2 separate regions of the Sus scrofa genome follow, and region 1 is linked to region 2. A link is a contact called in public Hi-C data. All regions are on one chromosome and are shown on one strand. Each heading gives the region's core, a stretch centred on a gene start, on an enhancer-like site or on the middle of the called end of the contact. The rest is flanking DNA. Distances are from core to core; before and after follow the strand shown. Region 1 has its middle 45 kb from the start of C1GALT1. Region 2 overlaps LOC102161092 (a long non-coding RNA gene).

Region 1 (5,093 bases), core at 352-2,851, 110 kb before region 2:
AATTTACTGATTTTAAAACTGCATTATGAACTTCGCATTTTAAGTCTCAATTTCATCTGCCAAAAACGGGTCAGAAAGCTAATAATGAAAAGGTGAAAAATTTGGAGAGGCATAGACATTGTGAATATACTAATTTTGATTTTATATGTTAAGGTCACATGCCTGATGTGATTTCAGTTTGGTAGGAGAGTAGACTGCAATTATTCCTATTCACCAACTCACCCTTTCACCACCCCGGTCTTTATCTTCCAGTGGGGAGATGAATTGAGAGCAAAAGATAAAATTACTAGCTGGAATTTTGTGAATATCATACTCAATGACTTCTAGGATACAGTCTTACATGAAGAGATTTAAGAAAATAGAATTGGGGAAAAACAGAATTACATATTTAGTTGAAAATTAGAAAGATGACATTTTAGATTCACAGAGAGCAAGAATTATATCTCCCGAAGATGCCTGCAAAGAGTAGGTCATGCATAAGTGTTTGTTCAACTAAAAGGATCTCAAGCTGTGACTTCATTAGTTAAACATTATAGCTGAAACATATCTGTGTGCTGTGGTCACAATCCAGGGGGTTTAGGCTAGGTTTGGTATTGACGACTCCTCTAGCTTTAAATAAATTCATTCTGTTACGTCAGTTTTTCTTAAACGTCAGTGTGCCTTGGCTCTAGAAGCCAGACTGTTCCTTGTCAGATCATTTCTGTCATTCTTTCTCACATAAAAGAGGGTGTGTATTGATTGGTGTACTATGAGGGTGTTAGGAGATTTTATGTCTATTTTACCACACTCCAGCCTCCTGGGTGTGATTTTGACTTATATTAAAGCTAATAAAAGAAGTCAAATGTTTGCTGACTTAGAACAGGTTGGGTTGAACCTCAGGAAGAAGCACCTGTGGAGCGGTGAAAGAGGAAGTAACGATGACAGCTCCTAATGTAAACATGATACACCATGGGGTGGGGATGATTTCCAATCCTTAGATGTGAGAAAGACAGTAACTTTTAGAGAGGAAACCATTAACATCCTAGCACCCTATTATGCAAGGTAGAGTCTGGAAAAAAAGTGTCAGTTCAAAGTAAATGAATCTACTTTCTTTAACTTCGTTAAAAACAATAAAAATAATACTCTCACCGATGATAATAACTGGACTTTTGGTAAAGTCACTGCCTCACATTTTTATACCATCTGTTTCCCTTGCTTCACTTATTTGAATTTCAGTAATAAGAAGAAGTTTGGGTAATTCTACATCCAAGATTTTAGATGCAGAAAGGAAAATAAAAGAACCCTTTAAAGCACATCCTGATAAGCAGGTTTCAAATAATCCTATGCAGTGATCTAGTGTTATTAAAGAGCAAATTTAGAAAATATTCTGCAAGTTTAGGATTTGTAAAGACTACTGAATTACTGAGGCTAATTAAATTACCCTGCTTAATACACAGCAAAGATTCCATATTAAAGCACTAATTTACATTACTATGAGGTAATCAATTAGCCATAAATGAGGTCATTGGTGATCTTAAAGTTTACCAGCACCAAGCAGTTGTTACCGTCTTTCCACCTTCTAAGTCAGTATATTATAAAGGAGACTGGATCTTGGTGTGTTATGAAACTTCAGACTCAGGTTAAATTTCACCACTCAGTTCTGCTTCACTTGCTCTGAGTCACTTGACCTCTGCACACCAGTTTTCCATTTGGTAAAATTTTTTGAAGACTTACTAGCTTAAGAGAATATAAAGACAATAAAATCTGAAAAGAAGGTCAAACCTAGTAAATTTATGAGTCCTTCAGATGGAAAATAACACCAAGTATTATTTTACTTAAGGATCTCAGAACTAGTGAGGGATCACTAAGATAACACAGGTGATTTATTTCCCAACCCTTTTTTTCTGCTTCCACTTTTGAAATTTTAAAGAGGATGAAGACTGGTTTGAAACTGGCTAGTTTTAAAAGGAAGATGACATTATAAAGTAACATTCTGTTAAGTTTCAAGGCTGATTTGTATTCTATTTAAGTGGCCGTAGCTGAAACGGGATCCTAAGACGTGTTTGAAACACTTAATGCAGGAAGATGAAGTAGGAACAGGATTGAGCCTGGTGTAGTCTCACCTGGATTTGGCTGTTGCTGCTCCAATGTGTGATTTAAGAACATGGAGTTCCCTTGTGGCATAGTGGGTTAAGGATCTGGCACTGTCACTGCAATGGCGTGGGTCTCTGCTGGGGCAAGGGTTCAATCCAGGCCTGGGAACTTCCACATCATGGGCATGACCAAAAAACAAACCAAACCCCTCCAAAGCAAACTAAAAAGAACAAACAACACAGACTTCATGAAATACAGTGTCAGATTACTGGGTGATTTTCCTTTCAGGGCTACAAATCCAGACCACACTCCTCAGGGTAAAGGTGGGATTTTCTCTGAAGGTAGTGAATGTTTTCACTCTGTTTCCCGTGGAGGGGCCAGTTCTCCAGCAGGAAGTGAGCAGAGAGCTTTAGAATGGGGTGAAGGGAGAGCTTCCTCATTTTTCTTGGGGGTTGATGTCAATTTGGCTGAGACTCTTAAACATTCAGTGGTATCTGGGATGCTTCTAGTGAGGGTGGTTCAGCTACCTCTGGAAACAGGTGGCAAGGAAAACACAGCTTAGAAAAAGGCAAGAAGATCCCACCAGGGATCTGGGGAGCATATCTACATTCTTCTCTGGACCTTTTCTTCTGTTATTTTAGAACATTCTGGAATGTCTGGTCTGTGCTGTGGTAATAAGAGAGAAGACAAATCCCTTCCTCAGAGCCAACATGATGGTAGGAGGAAGTCACAGCACAAGATGATGGTGCCCAGAGAAGCAGGCGATGGCAACCAGAGGAGAATCCTCTGCTTCACTGCTTCAAATAAAGTAGAAAAATACTTGTGATTCTGTTCCTAAAAGCTACCTCTGCCACAATGAGTGCCATTCAAAATCTCATGCACCACTTTTGCCAGAGGAGATGACATCAATTTGGGGTTAAAAATAATGTTTTCAAGTATTTAAAAAATGCACTCACATTTTGGGGTGGTAGCATCTAAAAGGAAACATTTCCATAGGAAAGAGGAAATTCTAGGATTTTATTGACATGTATTCTCTACATGAGTCCTTTCTTTCTTTTTTTTTTTTTTTGTCTTTTGTTGTTGTTGTTGCTATTTCTTGGGCCGCTCCAGCGGCATATGGAGGTTCCCAGGCTAGGGGTTGAATCAGAGCTGTAGCCACCGGCCTACGCCAAAGCCACAGCAACGCGGGATCCGAGCCGCGTCTGCGACCTACACCACGTTAACCCATTGAGCAAGGGCAGGGACCGAACCCGCAACCTCATGGTTCCTAGTCGGATTTGTTAACCACTGCGCCACGACGGGAACTCCGAGTCCTTTCTATTAATTCTAAGAAATGTTCTCTTCCTTCTCCTTTCTGTGAATTCTAGGAAAGTTCCTTCAGCTGGTGAGAGGGAACTGAAATTCACAAAAAGTATGTGATTTAAAAAAGGTCTTTAAAACATATACGCTAATGGAAAATGGGGGCAATAACAAGTCTAAGGAGATAACAGAACTGCTGCCCTGGTGGCCTGGCAGTTAAGGACTCAGCATTGTTACCGCTGTGGCTTGGGTTCCAACCTAGGCCTGGGAACTTCTGCATGCTGGGGGCGCAGCCCAAAAAAAAGAGATATGGGATGAAAGAAGAAAAGTATAGGGAAATATTCAAAGAGCCAGAAGTTCAGAGGCAAGAAGGGAGGGGAAATTCATCCAGGCAAGTAGGTGTGTAAAAATTAATTTTTATATAATAAATCACTTTTATGTCTAATTAAGCATATATCTTTACCACATAGAATAAAATTATTTGTTACATAAATCTAATACACATGAAAAGCAAGTTTTAACATTTTAAAGAGAAAAAAAACTATTAAAGTAACCATACCTGGGAGTTCCCGTTGTGGTGCAACGGAAATGAATCCAACTTGTATCTGTGAGGATGTGGGTTCAATCACTGGCCTTGCTCAGTGGGTTAAAGATCCGATGTTGTTGTGAGCTGTGGTGTAGGTCACAGATGTGGCCTAGATCCCTTGTTGCTATGGCTGTGACACAGGTTGGCAGCTGTAGCTCCAATTCCACACTTAGCCTGCGAACTTCCATATGCCACAGGTTTGGCCATAAAAATAAAAATGAAATAACTGTACCTTTCTATTCCTATTGCTCACATGCATGTGCACACACACCCCACTGAACAGTACAGATGTAAGGCAGACAGACTTGTATAAAACTGAAGAAAAAGCTGAATCATTACTTCTTTCAAACTACTTCCTAGATTTTATTACCATTTTTCTACAATCTAACGACAGAAGTAATGTAAAGTGAAATTCAACATAAATGGTACCAGGGGAGTTCCCATTGTGGCTCAGTGGATAACGAATCCGACTAGGAACCATGAGGTTTTGGGTTCGATCCCTGGCCTTGCTCAGTGGGTTAAGGATCCGGCGTTGCCGTGAGTGGTGGTGTAGGTTGCAGACTCAGCTTGGACCCCGAGTTGCTGTGCCTCTGGCGTAGGAGCAGCAGGTTAAGGATATGGCATTGCCACAGCTGCAGTGTGTGTTGGATCCCTGGCCCAGGAACTTCCACATGATGTGAATGCGGCCAAAAAAGAAGGAAAAAATTTGAAGATGACAAAAATCAAAATGATTAGTTTTTTGCTTTTTAGGGCCACACCCAAGGCATATGGAAGTTCCCAGGCTAGGGGTCAAATTGGAGCTGTAGTTGCCACCCTGTGCCACAGCCACAGCAACACAGGATCTGAGCAGCGTCTGTGACCTACACCACGGCTGATGGCAATGCCGAATCCTTAACCCACTGAGCAAGGCCAGGGATCGAACCTGCATTCTCATGGATACTAGTCAGGTTCATTAACCGCTGAGCCATGAAGGGAACTCTTTTTTTTTTTTTTTCCCCAGGACTGTATCTGAGGTATATGGAAGTTTCCAGGCAAGGGGTCAAATTGGAGCTACAGCAGCCCTCCTACTCCATAGCCATTGCCATGCCAGATCCAACCCGCACCTGCAACCTACACCACAAGCTTACAGCAATGT
Region 2 (5,280 bases), core at 2,709-5,208:
TGTTATAGGGCTTTGGGTTATATTTATCTTGAAAAATTGATCATGTTTATTTTTTAAAGTCATATGTGCTAAGATGCGAAGCCTAAGGACAGAAGGATTAGAAGCTTTTTTTCCTTGATAGTAGAGGTGAGGGATTAGGTCCCCACCAGGGCAGCAATGCCATAGAACACCTTTCCTTGGGAGAGGAAATATTTCCAATTTCTCTCATAAGGGCTTGAGGGGAGTACAAAGTACTTGAAAGTAAGGGGAGGAGGGCAGTGGTGGAGGGAATCCTAAATACAGAAGAGAACAAACATGAGGACGGGGAGGTTAAGTCACAAAAGCTGTCCCTGGGGCGGCTCTCCTGGGATGGTGACTAGGGCTCACAGGACTATCAGAACAGGTTCTGCCCTGACCAGCAGAAAATACAAGATGATACATTTGACATAAATTGGAAATGAGTTTCTCTCTGACATAAAAACATGGCTGGAGGAGAGAGGTCTAGAGCAATGCGGTGGCTCCAGGGACTTTGGGAAATCCAGCTCTTTCCTTCTTTCTTGCTCCTTACTATGAACTGACACAAGCCAGTTGAGTTCCACATGATTTTTAGGGGCTTTTTGGTAAAGTTCAGTACATTTAAGGCACTTCCTCCCTTTTGCTACCACGTGATATGAAAAACAAGTTTCAGAACAAATTCTGCCACAAAAGCAGACATTTATTAACAACATTTATTTATAAGCAAGCACATGAATAGTTTCTGTTTATTCTTTCAGTTCAACACAGTCTTATATCAAATCTCAAATCTCACCTTTAGTGAAAAATTCGATCAAAGCAGGCATAATAGCATTCCAGAAGCAGGAATATGATATCTAAGTTGTTGACATCAGGCAGCTCTAAAACCAAAGGCGTGATCCAGGATTATTTAGAGATCAAACCTCAGGCCCTATTCCTAGAGGGCAAGGCTCATTGCATTCTTTTACTCTCTTTATGGAAGGATGGAGAGTGTCTCTAAAAGATTTTAGCCAACCTTATATCTTAAATATCTTCAACTTAACCAATGAGAGTTCCTCTCTGGCATTCATTATACCAGTTGGTAGACCTGTAAAACCCCCTTCTGAAATTGACTGAGAACATTAGCAAAGAATTTGGTGTGATCTAGATATCGAGGACAGAAACATTTAGAATAGTCACTTCTAGGATATGGGTTTTTTGTTTGGAGCATTTAGCACCAAATGTACCTGAGGGTTGAATTAGAACTACAGCTGCTGGTCTACACCACAGCCACAGCAATGCCAGATCGGAGCCGTGTCTAAGACCTACACCACAGCTCACAGCAACGCCAGATCCTTAACCTACTGAGTGAGGCCAGGAACTGAACTTGCATCCTCATGGATACTAGTTGGATTCTTAACCCACCAAGTCACAGTGGGAACTCTTGGAGTATGCACTTTCATTTAAAGTTTTAATTGACTGCAACTGGCCTGCAGTTTATCCTAACTAGGACAAATAAAATATCTTAATTTAATTTGATTTAATTCCTATCCTCAAAACATGGCTTTCACACATGCTTCTGCTTAGAGCTCATTGGCTGGAAGTTGGTAACGTGGCCACATTCAGCTGCAAGGGAGGCTGGCAAGTGTAGCCTTTTCCTAGGAGACTCTGTGCCCAGATATAATAGGTTTTACTACCAAAGGAAAAGAGATGAGCAGATACTTTGTGAACTCTGCAAGCCTTCCCATGTAGAGGAGAGACTCACTATGGTTGCTCAATATTTTCACACACATTGAAATGAATAAATCCCTACCCTACCCTCAGCCTGTGGAAAACTTTCCAGGTATGAGAAATAGTCTCATGTTTTCCCAGAAATTGGTCAGGGATGTGGCAGTGGCTTGTTGGTGGATAGATGTGTGAAGGCAACACATCTCCCTTCAGTTCTTTTACGTTCCAGGTTATGTTAGGATCTTGCTTCTAAAAGTGTGTCCATGGATTAGCAGCTTCTGTATCACCTGGGAGCTTGTTAAAATTGCCAACTCTGCATACTAACAAGACCTGCACACTAACAAGTCTAGTTTGAGAAGCACTGTTTTCGAATGCTTGCCCCTCTTTTCCTCAACACACAGATAGCCAGACACATTGTGATTTGTGCTCAAGTGTTTCCTCCACAGGGCAACTTAGACCTGGAGCACAAAAGTCTGAAAGAATTCATGGAAAAGTGGTGTATTATAATTTAGATCATAAATTACTCAGCATTTCATGCAGGTTAGCTTATTATTCTATACAAAAAGCAATTAATAAATATTTTTTTTCTATGAGAAGAAAGTAACAAGAAGAATATGTTAAGACTGTATCTGGTAATGTACGGACATGATAAACATAATTAACATTGCTGTATGTTATATAAGAAAGTTGTTAAGAGATTAAATATGAAGAATTCTCTTCAAAAGGAATATAGAAATTTTTGCTTTAATTTCTTTTTTTTTCTTTTTAAGGGCCGCACCTGCAGCGTATGGAAGTTCCCAGGCTAGGGGTCGAATCAGAGCTACAGCTGCCGGCCTACTCCACAGCCACAGCAACTCGGGATCCGAGCCACATCTGTGATCTACACCACAGCTCGTGGCAACACCGGATCCTTAACCCAATGAGCAAGGTCAGGGATTGAACACGCATCCTCATGGATCCTAGCTGGGTTTGTTAACCACTGAGGCATGAAGGGAACTTCTAATTTTTCTTTTGTTTGTGTCGATACGAGGTGATGGATGTTCACCAAACTTGTAATTATTTCACGATATATGTAAGTCAAATTATTATGCTGTTTGGTTTCAATTTGTACAGTACTGTATGTCGATTACATTTCAATGAAACTAAGGAGAAAAAAAGATGTATTATATAAAATTCTTTGTATTACATATTAAAAAAAGAGTGGATCTGTTTGGATGATGGATCTCTGAATCATTTTCCAACTTTGTCATAGTTGTCAGAATTTTCTTTTATGAACATAAACTTTGTTAAAGTGGAAAAAATGTTTGAGAATTATATGAAACATATTTGTTTTAGCTGTAGCAATCAGTTAGCTAGCTAACAAACAGATCTCTAACTAGTCTGGAGGAAAACAGCAATGGCATGGGATCATTATGGATCCACCCAAGGCAAGCTTCTGCAGTTGCCAAAATAAACTGCTTATTCACAGGAGATGGGCAGTGCTTATTTTGGAATATTGCTCTTAATTGCTGACTTCTGCAACTCAAAAAATTTTACTGTCATTTCCCAACTTTGCTCTAACATATTTTCATCTTGAAACTTGGCACAAATGTAATTTTCTTTTCATAATTGAAATGATTCAATTCAGCTACATTTATTTATTGGACAGCTGAAGGTTACACAACTCTAAATCTTTTTTTTTTTTTTTTTCTTTTTGGAAGCAATGTAGAAGGGAATTAAAAACCATGGTCCCTGTGTATTTAGGAACTCACTTGGAAAGACTATTGTGAAATTCTTTGATAACTCTTTCAAAATTAGGATTTAAGTGTGCTAAATAATTTTATTCTGATTGAATATACTTATAACTATAAATATACATATACATACATGTTATTTATATTCATATGTATAAATATAAATTATACATATTCCCCAAACCCATGGTATATCTCATCCACTTGATATAAAAACAGGAATAAACTCTAGCCTTAAAGATCAAGATCCATTGGAGAAATAGTATGAAAGTAAGATGATTTCACAGTAACAAATGTTGAAGCACATCGAAGGTCTGGAGAAAGATGAAAAAGGACAAAGGGGAGCAGAGAAAGCATTAGGTTTCCTTAGTTGTTGGCATGAGCTCTTATAGGAGAGCTTACAATGGAAAATTCATGCCTGACCTTTGACTCCGTTTTTTTTTTTTTTGGCTGCCTTGAAATATGGAGTTCTGGGGCCAGGGTCAGATCTGAGCCACAGTTGTGACCTTTGCCACCACTGCACTGTTGCAGGATCCTTTTAACCCTCTGTGCTGGGCTGGGGATATAACCTTAACCTGCCTCCTGGCCCTGCAGAGACACCAGCGATCCCATCGCACCACAGCAGGAACTCCATGTTTACTGTCTGTCATATGTTTACTTGCTATCTTATTTACTGAAGTGTCTTTTTAGATCTTTTGCTCCCCCCTCTTTTTTCCTTTCTAGGGCCACACCTGAGACATATGGAAATTCCCAGACTAGAGGTTGAATCAGAGCTGCAGCTGCCAGCCTACACCACAGATAGAGCAATGCCGGATTGGAGCTGCATCTGTGAACAATGCTGCAGCTCACTGCAACGCTGGATCCTTAACCCACTGAGCAAGGCCAGGGATTGAACTGGCATCCTCAGAGACACTATGTCGTGTTCTTAACCTGCTGAGCTGCAATGGGAACTCTGTGACCCTTGACTCTTGAAACTGCAAAACTGAATTTTCCCAGAAGAAATTTTTACTCTAGTGGTGGAAGATTAAAAACAGTCAAGGATTAGTAAAGACTCAACATTATACCAGATGATTTTTTTAAAAAAACCCTATAATTCTCTGACATTTTAATTTGTGTATTGATTGATAAAGATGTTCATTTTTATGTATAGTGTAGTGGAAAAATATTGCCTGCCATATGGGTAAACAAAGGATGTGACAGACATCAAGCCAGCAGCCACCCCCAACTCTGCATCCTGAGGGAATTCAGGATGGAAAAAAAACAGGAAACAACTCCTAGATAGTCAAGGTGCATATCAAAGGAATGATTTCATTGAGCGAGGACTCTTACATTTCCCATATGTAAAAAAGCGCTAAATTCCTTAACTTGAGATATCTGGTTTCTTTTAATGGTAAACTTTCTATGTTCTGGATACCTGGCTTTTGTTGCAAAACTCCTATATATCTTGGCTGCTCCCTTATTTGTCTGGAGAAGGCCCTCAGAGCTATCTGAGAAGCTGTCTTCTGGCCTGAAGTCCTGAGTTTTTTTTGGCCAAATAAAACATAATTCTCAACGTTTAGGTTGTGCTTTTTTTTTTTTTTTTCAGTCGACAATAGCTTTGTTAATAATTCTTTGCATTTTTAAAAAACAGAAACCAAGATATTAAAATTAATGATTTTTATTTTTTTAGTTGCAAGAAAAAGATACCCGCTCACACTAGCATAGTTATTAGCAAGGAAGATTTATTTAGTGTTAGAGATATTTCACAGAATCCTGTGCACCTGGGTCTCACACAAACTAGAAAGCTGTTCAGAACTGAGGTAATCTCAGCTTCTTTTTGTTTGTTTTTTCTCCAGGGCCACAACCGCAG

Evidence for each region. Hi-C and Micro-C count contacts between places; a contact is called where the count stands out from the background.
Region 1: a Hi-C map of liver shows a contact between it and region 2, with 5 times the contacts expected there. The contact joins two enhancer-like sites. A contact is called at or near these places in 4 of 47 Hi-C or Micro-C datasets (embryonic fibroblasts, liver and skeletal muscle).

What each region holds. Positions count from the first base shown.
Region 1 is chr9:77,551,424-77,556,516 of Sscrofa11.1, reverse strand. No RefSeq gene overlaps it. Among named protein-coding and RNA genes, the nearest start is that of C1GALT1, 45 kb to the right of the region's middle. Within about 2 kb of position 1,601, at least 10 of the 83 cell types and tissues checked have an H3K27ac peak or open chromatin away from gene starts, as enhancers often do. A contact at or near this core is called in liver, where this site is marked.
Region 2 is chr9:77,447,154-77,452,433 of Sscrofa11.1, reverse strand. The region is part of intron 3 of LOC102161092 (a long non-coding RNA gene); the gene reads left to right. Among named protein-coding and RNA genes, the nearest start is that of C1GALT1, 60 kb to the left of the region's middle. Within about 2 kb of position 3,958, at least 6 of the 83 cell types and tissues checked have an H3K27ac peak or open chromatin away from gene starts, as enhancers often do. A contact at or near this core is called in liver, where this site is marked.